Regions from separate parts of the Mus musculus genome. Here region 1 is linked to region 2. The links are chromatin contacts, called in public promoter capture Hi-C maps. All regions are on one chromosome and are shown on one strand. Each heading gives the region's core, a stretch centred on a gene start, on an enhancer-like site or on the middle of the called end of the contact. The rest is flanking DNA. Distances are from core to core; before and after follow the strand shown. Region 1 holds the start of Fkbp9 (FK506 binding protein 9). Region 2 holds the start of 6430584L05Rik (RIKEN cDNA 6430584L05 gene).

Region 1 (3,994 bases), core at 20-2,519, 1.4 Mb after region 2:
ACCCGTGCTAACGTAACTTATCAAGAATTTGTAAGACAAAAGTTCAATCCACAGCTCACACACATATACTCAACCATCTGGTTTTTCCACAAGGCAGCAAGAACGGCCACTGGATAAAGGACCTTGTCTTCTATGAATGGTGCTGGGGAACTGAATATGCATAGGCTAGATAAACTAGAACCACATCTCTTGTATACAAAGGTCAACTCAAAATGGACGAAGACTTAAATTCAGCCTTGAAACTATTGGGGAAAAGCTGGAAGGGAGCCCTGGAAAGGTGGCCCGGCAGTTAGGAGCTGAGAGTAAAGAAAGGTTTTGATTGATTCTCAGGTTGCTTGATTCTAAAAGTAGATTGCGGTATTGATTTTCAAGGTCCAGGGAAGCAACGTGGAGCGCCTTTTTGTTCTCTTCTTTTCCTTTGATGATTTAACTTGAAGTGACGTTAGCACGGATTTCTTTTTTCCTCTCTCTCTTGTTCTGTAACTTAGGACACTCCAAGGTTTTTTGTTTTTGTTTTTTTCCAAGTAGGAAAACTGATCACTAACCTTTTTTTGAGGGCCACCTATAGCTTCTTATTAGATCGTTGGATTCTAATCATAGGCTCTATACTAATTTTTAAAGTATCTTGTTTTCTCTTCACTTTGCAGATGTCTCTGATACTTTGTTAACCAGCTCACTCAGGTAGCTGTTGTGTTCCATTTGCTCAAGTTTTATTTAGCATCTTTGCTAAAAAAAAAAAAAAAAAAAAAAAGAACTTGTTTGGTGCCAACTGCTTATTTTTCTCGTTTGTGGGTGTCTTTAGTAGATTTTGGTATCTGGATTATTTGGTAGCTTCCCAAAACAAATTGAGAAAGCTCTGTTGATTTACTTTTAATACTCCAAAGCTTTAATAAATCGAGGATTCATTTAACTAGGGGTCGCTTGTGGGATCTGGAGCGCTGGCCAAGCTGTCACGTGTTAGGAACTTAATTCACTGACCACATTAGTTCACAGCAACTCAAAAACATTCTGAGGGAAGTTCCAGCCTGTTTATTGTGTATGTACACCCCCAGTAACTAAGTTTTTAAAAAAGACTCTTAAGTTTCCTTCCTTTCCCAGAGCAGCAAGGGGAAACTGGATCCGCTGCCACGTAGGAGTCTCCATATCGTCTCTTGGGATCCGCAGTGCTCAGGCGCGGGGCCTGGCAGTCAGAGCGATCCTCTCCCGGCTTCTGGAGGCGGGGAAGGCAGAGGAATTCCCAGGCCGGTGGACGCCCCTCGGGCTGGGCGCGGCTCCTCCCCTCGGCCCGGCACGGGGCGGACGCGGGCGGCGGGGGGCGGGCGCTGCGGCCCGGGGCTAGCCGGGAGACCTTTCCACGTTTGCATCGCCGCGGCGCGCCCAGCCTTGCCCCTCGCCTCCCCGGAGTCCAGGCCGCGCGATGGCATTAGGGGCCCGGGGCTGGCGGCGCCGGTCGCTGCTCCTGCTGCTGCTCTGGGTGACCGGGCAGGCAGCCCCGGTGTTGGGCCTGGCTGTGAGCTCGGAACTTCAGATCCAGCAGAGCTTCGTGCCTGATGAGTGTCCGCGCACGGTGCACAGTGGCGACTTCGTGCGCTACCACTACGTGGGGACTTTCCTCGACGGCCAGAAGTTCGACTCCAGGTACCCCGTGCCCCCACACTCCCCAAGGACCTCCACCAGCCCGCCCCCACCCCCTCCGCCGCCCTCCCCATGCGTTTGGAGGTGTGCTGAGCCTTCAGCCATAGTTGGGACCTTAAGATTGCGGACAGGACAATTCCTCTTTTCCTCTCTGCCCCGCACAGCGGAACACGTTTTTCAGACATGTAAAATGGCCACTCAGCGAGACCTCCAAGAGTGGGTGATGCTCGCCCGCCTTCTTGGTGGTCCGTCTTGACTGGTCTCTGGGTTTCATCCCTGGATTGTCTAGACAACCCAACCTTAGCATTGACTAGTGGGAGGAGGAGGTAGGTGTCCCATAATTGCAGTCACTGTACTGAACTGTTGAGGTGTTAGGCAACGGTATATATATATATATGCACGAGCTCATTTAAATCTTTGGGGAGTTACAAGAAGAAACTTTTTTTTTTTTTTTTTTTTTTTTTTTTTTTTTTTACCAATTAAGTAACCAAGACCAGTGAGACCTGTGCAAATATTGGATTCAGGCTGTGGGAATTCAAATGCTGTGCCTGTGTGCAACTCCTGTGCCCTCCCCTTCTGGCTTTACAAAAACTGTGGGAGAGATGGCCTGGGCTTGCTCATGTAACTTAAGTTTTCAGCTCATTTCAGCCTTGCCCCTTTCTTCAGGCTGCTGTTTCTAACCCTGGGCTGTGTCCTTGTGGTGAAGCACTCCATTAGACAGGGAACTGTTGTGCCTGAATGGGCTTATTATGTACAATATAAGCAGCCACACATGAGTATGTAAAAACATTTAAGGTTGTCAGTACTATGTGGCACAAAGCAAAGGCTTAGATATGGTTAGTCCTCCTTAGTGGTAATTATTTTGGGGGGTGCACAGGGAGATTGAACCCAGGACTGTACATTCTAGGCAAGCTCTGTATTTTTGAGCTATATCCTCAGTCCTAGTCATACCATTGTTTCAGTTGTAGTTTTTATACCAACCCACCTTAATTGAGGTATTCCCCTGCTATGTAGTTCTCCTAGAATGTATAGGGCTCATGAGATGGCTCTGTGGTTAAGGCACTCGCTGACAAGCTTGATCATCTAGTCAGTCCCTGGTACTCTCATCGCCAAAGGAGAAAAATGACTCCCACAAATTGTACTCTAATCTCCACATGAATGTCATGGCACACTCTCCATAAAAAATATGCAAAAAACCTCTGAAAATATAGATTATAAGGTTGATTTTTAAAAATATTTCATTTCTTTTGGCTATATACCCAGGACTGGAACTGTTGAATCAAATGGGACTTAAGTCTAAGTTTTTGAGGCCCAGAATCTCAAAAGTAACTCCCAGTTGTCTTGTGTAATTCACCTTTCACTCCCTCCCTCAGTGTCCCTAGTTCTTCATGTTCTTTTTAAAAATTATATTTTCTGGATGTGGTGATACACACCTTTAGTCCCAGCATTTGAGAGGCAGAGGCAGGCAGGTCTCTGTGAGTTCGAGGCCAGCCTGGTCTACATAATGTGTTTCAGGATTGCCAGAGCTGCATAGTAAGCCTCTGAGCCCTCATCAAGGCTTTGATCTTTATATCCGTAATGAGGTTGAACATCTGTTCGTGCGCTCATTAGTTATTTGGTTTGTTACTTTCATATAAAGTGCTTTTTTGCTTGAACTGATGGTAACTAATAATTTCCACAGGGACAAGTTCTCCTCTCTAGGGGTGGCTACTAGGACAGTGGGAAGAGCACCTTGGTACAACCATAGCATTTATACACTGTCTACCCTTAAGAGTTCTAGTGTTACACGATTCTGAGACTGTCATTTAGCACAGGCAAGTAACTACAAAATGTCGAGACAGGCACAAGAAGAACAGCAGAGCTGGCTCTCTCTCACAAGAGGCCATACCTAGTTTTACCCTGTACCTTAACAGGGTAAAATTATTTTCATCTCAGAAGAATTCATCTACCCTCAGAAGACAGCGATGAAGATACCTCATTGTAGATCAAGAAAGTAAAGCTGAGAATATCCAAATGACTTGTCCAATCTGTGTTCTGTAGGCTGCCATAAAAATGGTGGAAGAAAAGCAAGAAGCAATGGACTCACACAGAAGGCTTAACTATATGCTAGTGTGTGTGCAAGAGGTGGGCCGTCAGCATGGAGTTCCTAGATTGCAAGGATAAGACCTAAGGAAGAGCAAAATGTCCTAGGGAGGAGATGAAGAGGGGAGTGTGGTGCGGGAGGTGGTAAGGCTGATAGCAGGGTGTGGAGGGGGTGCAATGTGTCGCCAGTGCCTGGCCTGGTTGGTGTGGTCTCAGTGAGAGTGGAGCAGACAAGTGGGAAAAGTAGGAGGAAGCTGGAGGGAAAGGTTTAAAGACA
Region 2 (3,889 bases), core at 822-3,321:
AAGAGCACAGGCCAAGCCACCTCACGAGGAACAACACCAGCTTGACTTCCTTTAGGGTCTGACTGGGAAGTCGGAGTCTCCGAGGAGGCTGAGAAGGAACAGCCAGAGAGGTGGGAGGGAGAGCAGATGAACGTGGAATTATGGGGCCAAACAAAGAGTGTGGTAAGGAGTTTCTGGCGAAGGGTCTGAGCACTGCTGAGCAGCCTTTCAAGAGGAGGCTGGAGGCGCATCCAGGATTTGGCAGCACCGCGCACAGCAAGAGCAGATTTGGCAGGGGATTGGCAGACGTGGGTAGCCAGACGGAAGGGTACTGAGAAGTGAATGGGCCGTGGGAAAGTGGGGGCAGTGTGTTCAGCAGCTCTTGACTGAAGTGTGCCTGGGACAGGAGGGGACACTGTAGGTAACAGGAGGCAATTCTGGGTCCAAGTGGATCCAAGCAGGTGTGACTGTACTTGGCTCTGAGAGAATAGGGCACATGTGTCATTCAGGTGGAGATAGATCACTGGTGGAGGAGGGTGTGGTGCAATCAAATGAAGGTTGCAGGGGACTGAGGAGGACTAAGAATCCAAGTGGGAGCACGGCTGGGAAGAGGGTATTTGCCTAAAGGGAGTAGCAGAAACTCATGGGGCTTGGCATGAGAATTGGTAGAGAGAAGTGGGCTACTGGCTCCGAATTCACCATGATGGCTAGGTTCATGGTTGGCTGGAGTTTGGGTGATAGGAGCATATAGAGATGGGAAAGTATAGTAACTGGAGGGTAAAAAATAGGAGAGGAGGGCACATGGGTGACTGATGACCAGTCAGTATTAATAATCTGGGAACCTCAACTAGAGAAGGCAGGGTTAGCCTTTCTCGGAGACAAGACATAAGAGACTTGGCTCTATTTGCAAGAGAGCATATGCAGTGGGCATGGAGCTGAGGGGAAGGATGCAGACTGAATGGGACGTGGACCTGGGAGGTTTAGTGTCAGGGTGGAGTAGCAAGCTGAGGAGGAACCCTGGGAGGAGAGGAGGCTCTGTGCATGCAGCTGGGTCCTGGGGTCCTGATAAAGCAAAAGAAGAGACTGCGGGGAGTTGGGGGCATTGTGGAGACAAGGAGAGAGAAGACTAGTAGGGTACTGACCATTTGTCTGGGCATTTCTGTCAGCCAAGGTGAAGGTTGGGGCTTGAGGGACTAGGAGAACTTGGGCCAGAGTCTCCTGAACTCTGGGGCACCTTCAGAGGTCCAGGAATCTCAAGAGGTGGGACTCAACATGGGAGGGATAGCAAAGAGAGAGATAGGGCCAGGATGGAGAGGACCCGGGAGAGCTGCAATTGCTATAGGAAGCCTGTGTCTTGAAGCTTGTGTCTAGAAGCCTGTGATGCCTTTAGCCTGTGGCTTCAGGGGCTCCCAGAGGCCCCACGCCTGGAGCCCTTATGTGGTGTTGGAACATAACAAGAAGCAGCAGGGTTGGATTTATTTTTTCAGTCAGCTCTGATTGGCTCACTCATGTGTATGAACCTCTTCCTGTGGACAGTGCTCTTTCTGGCTGGCTCGCAAGCTTACGCTCATCTCAGCTCTCCATTCTTCCCTCTAGGAGGCTCCAGTTCCCAGATTCAGGGCAATGAAACCAGAATAGCACACACAGCAGCTGTGCTGCCTCAATAATACAAACATCTGGGTCCTGGGGCTGCCAGAGTGGCTGGAGCCTTTCTGCATGCAGACAGCCAACATCTTCCTAGTTAGAATTTCCCCCTGCCCCTACTTTCTCTTTCTTGTCCTCTCTTCCCCTCGAGGTCATTCTAACCCAGGTAGTGTGTTGTTACATGATACGTGATGAGAATGTGTGGCGCTCTCCCTGCCTCTCAGTGAGGAGAAGCAGGTGGGTAGCATACGTGTTCACAGATTCTTTTGGGGCTCTGGCTTCCCTGCAGCAAGTAGGTGGGTCCGCGAGCCTCCCTCCCTCAGAGGCATTGCATAAGCAGCCGCAGCCCTGAGTACATTCCCATGGTTACCGGGCTGGGAAAGGCTGGCCGAGATGGCATCGCCATGGCACCGGCATGGTCCACAGCTCTGCTGGGCGTGGCTCTGGTATGTGTAGCTCTGGTCTCTTGCTGGACAGATGGCCTTCACAGAGGGCCCTCCCAGACATCCAGTGGCCTTGGATATCATGATGTGAGGTAAGCAGACAGGAGCAGTCTGGGTGGAATTTGAGGGCTTCTCATGTCCTCACAGAAGGCCTTCAGTGGCTCAGCCAGCAGCCTTGCTGTGCGGTAGCTCTGAAACCAGTTTTTCCTCATCAAGGGCTCAGCACAGACCAGATGGGCCAAGCCACAGCTCTGCCCATTGCCTACACCCCCTTGGAAGCCCCTTACTCAAGCCCATAGGAATGAGGAATATGGAGCCTGGGCTCCATAGCCATCTGTGTTTGGCCACCCTCAGGCAGGCTGTGCCCAGGGATGCTACAGTCAGGGATAAGATCTTCAGACCTAGGCCTGTCTGGGGGACACAGGAGAAGAAGGGCATGTGAAATGGGTGGTCGAGCTGTCAATGCAGCTGTGGGGATGGCTTGAAAGGAGAAAGTCGGAAAAAGGGGCTGGCAAGAAGGCAGAGGCAAAATTCTGTGTGTCTCTCCATGATCATGTCTGCATATGAAGGCTCAAAGCTAGTCTCTGTGGTGCTAGAGCACAGGAAACTCCATGTAGAAGGTAGTTGGATGGGGAGCAAAGATGCCGTGTGGGGCCCGGGGAAAGCTCAGTAGGCATTCCTCCTATAGGGACACCACCAAGTAGTTCCCTGAAGCTCAAGCTTGCGTCTGTGATTGTCCTATAAGATGTCCCACAAAGGGTCACCCAGTTCTTCCAGCCAACCAATAAGGATCATCCAAATCATTCTAACCAGGGTGATGTCCTAACCCATCCTCTTGTCACAGTTTTCCGTGTGTAAGTCACATCATGCTGCATCAGACTCCATGCAGACCCTAAACTGAGACTCTCTTGTCCTTCACAGCCCATGTAACAAATAGGGACAAAATAAACCTTATCACCTCCCTGACGTGACATTTGTTTTTAAAGTAGGACACCTGGAACAAAAAAGCAGAGTGTCCTCTCATTTGGCTGAGCACTGTGTGTCAAGCCTCTCAAATGGTCCAGAATGTCTGTGAACGTGCAGTAAGTGTCAGCTCTGGAGCTAGCCAGCCAGGAAGTCCTATACAGCAAGGACCAGCTATACATTATCGAAGCATTCCATTTATATGGCCAGTCTTCCCTCTGCTTCACTTACAGCCATATCCACAGATGGAGTGGGTCCTAGTCATGATCCATAGCAGATGTCTGTCTTCAACTGTTTTGTGTTGCTAGGACAAAATGCTTGAAGTTGAGTAATTCGTAAAAACCAGGCATGAGATTAACTCACAGTTCTAGGTGCCCAAGAACATGGGGACATCTCAGATTTGGTGAGGACCTCTAGGTTCCTCAACACGTGGTGGATGCATCACACTGGGAGCACATGCGGAAGGGTGTGTGTTTGAAGACTTCACAGGGCAAGGCAGAAAGGGGAGTCTGAACACCAGGAACAGCTTTGTAGCACCCCATTCTCTTAAGAATTAGCTCATTCCCCAATATCAGTATTAGTTCTTTCCATGAGTAGTTCTGACTTAATTACATGCCACATGGCTCTACTTTCTAATACCTCCTCAACTCTAACACTGCCACCCCGGGATCTTCCAGCACATGTTCTTCCTGGGACACTGTCGAGCCATGGAAGCACCGGCATGAACACACAGAGTGCTTATGAGGAAGGGGATAAGGCGTTGCTTTCTAGTGCTAGCCTGGAAAGCCTAGGGGAGAGAGAAGAGAAAGATTCTGGCAGGAAGGGGAGGGTCCCTGAGAAAAGCCCTTGTCCCACAGTGC

Evidence for each region. Promoter capture Hi-C pulls out the DNA fragments that hold promoters and counts their contacts.
Region 1: a contact with region 2 is called in a promoter capture Hi-C map of liver, with 3 times the contacts expected there. The contact joins the promoter of Fkbp9 here to the promoter of 6430584L05Rik in region 2. A contact is called at or near these places in 2 of 39 promoter capture datasets (the 3T3-L1 cell line and liver) and 1 of 115 datasets of contacts at active chromatin or transcription factors (embryonic limb bud).

What each region holds. Positions count from the first base shown.
Region 1 is chr6:56,830,790-56,834,783 of GRCm38.p6, forward strand. Fkbp9 (FK506 binding protein 9) reads left to right here and starts at 1,270. Exons shown (of 10, transcript NM_012056.2): 1 at 1,270-1,638. The coding sequence starts at 1,418.
Region 2 is chr6:55,394,816-55,398,704 of GRCm38.p6, forward strand. It overlaps 6430584L05Rik (RIKEN cDNA 6430584L05 gene), which reads left to right and starts at 2,072. Exons shown (of 4, transcript NR_046179.1): 1 at 2,072-2,158.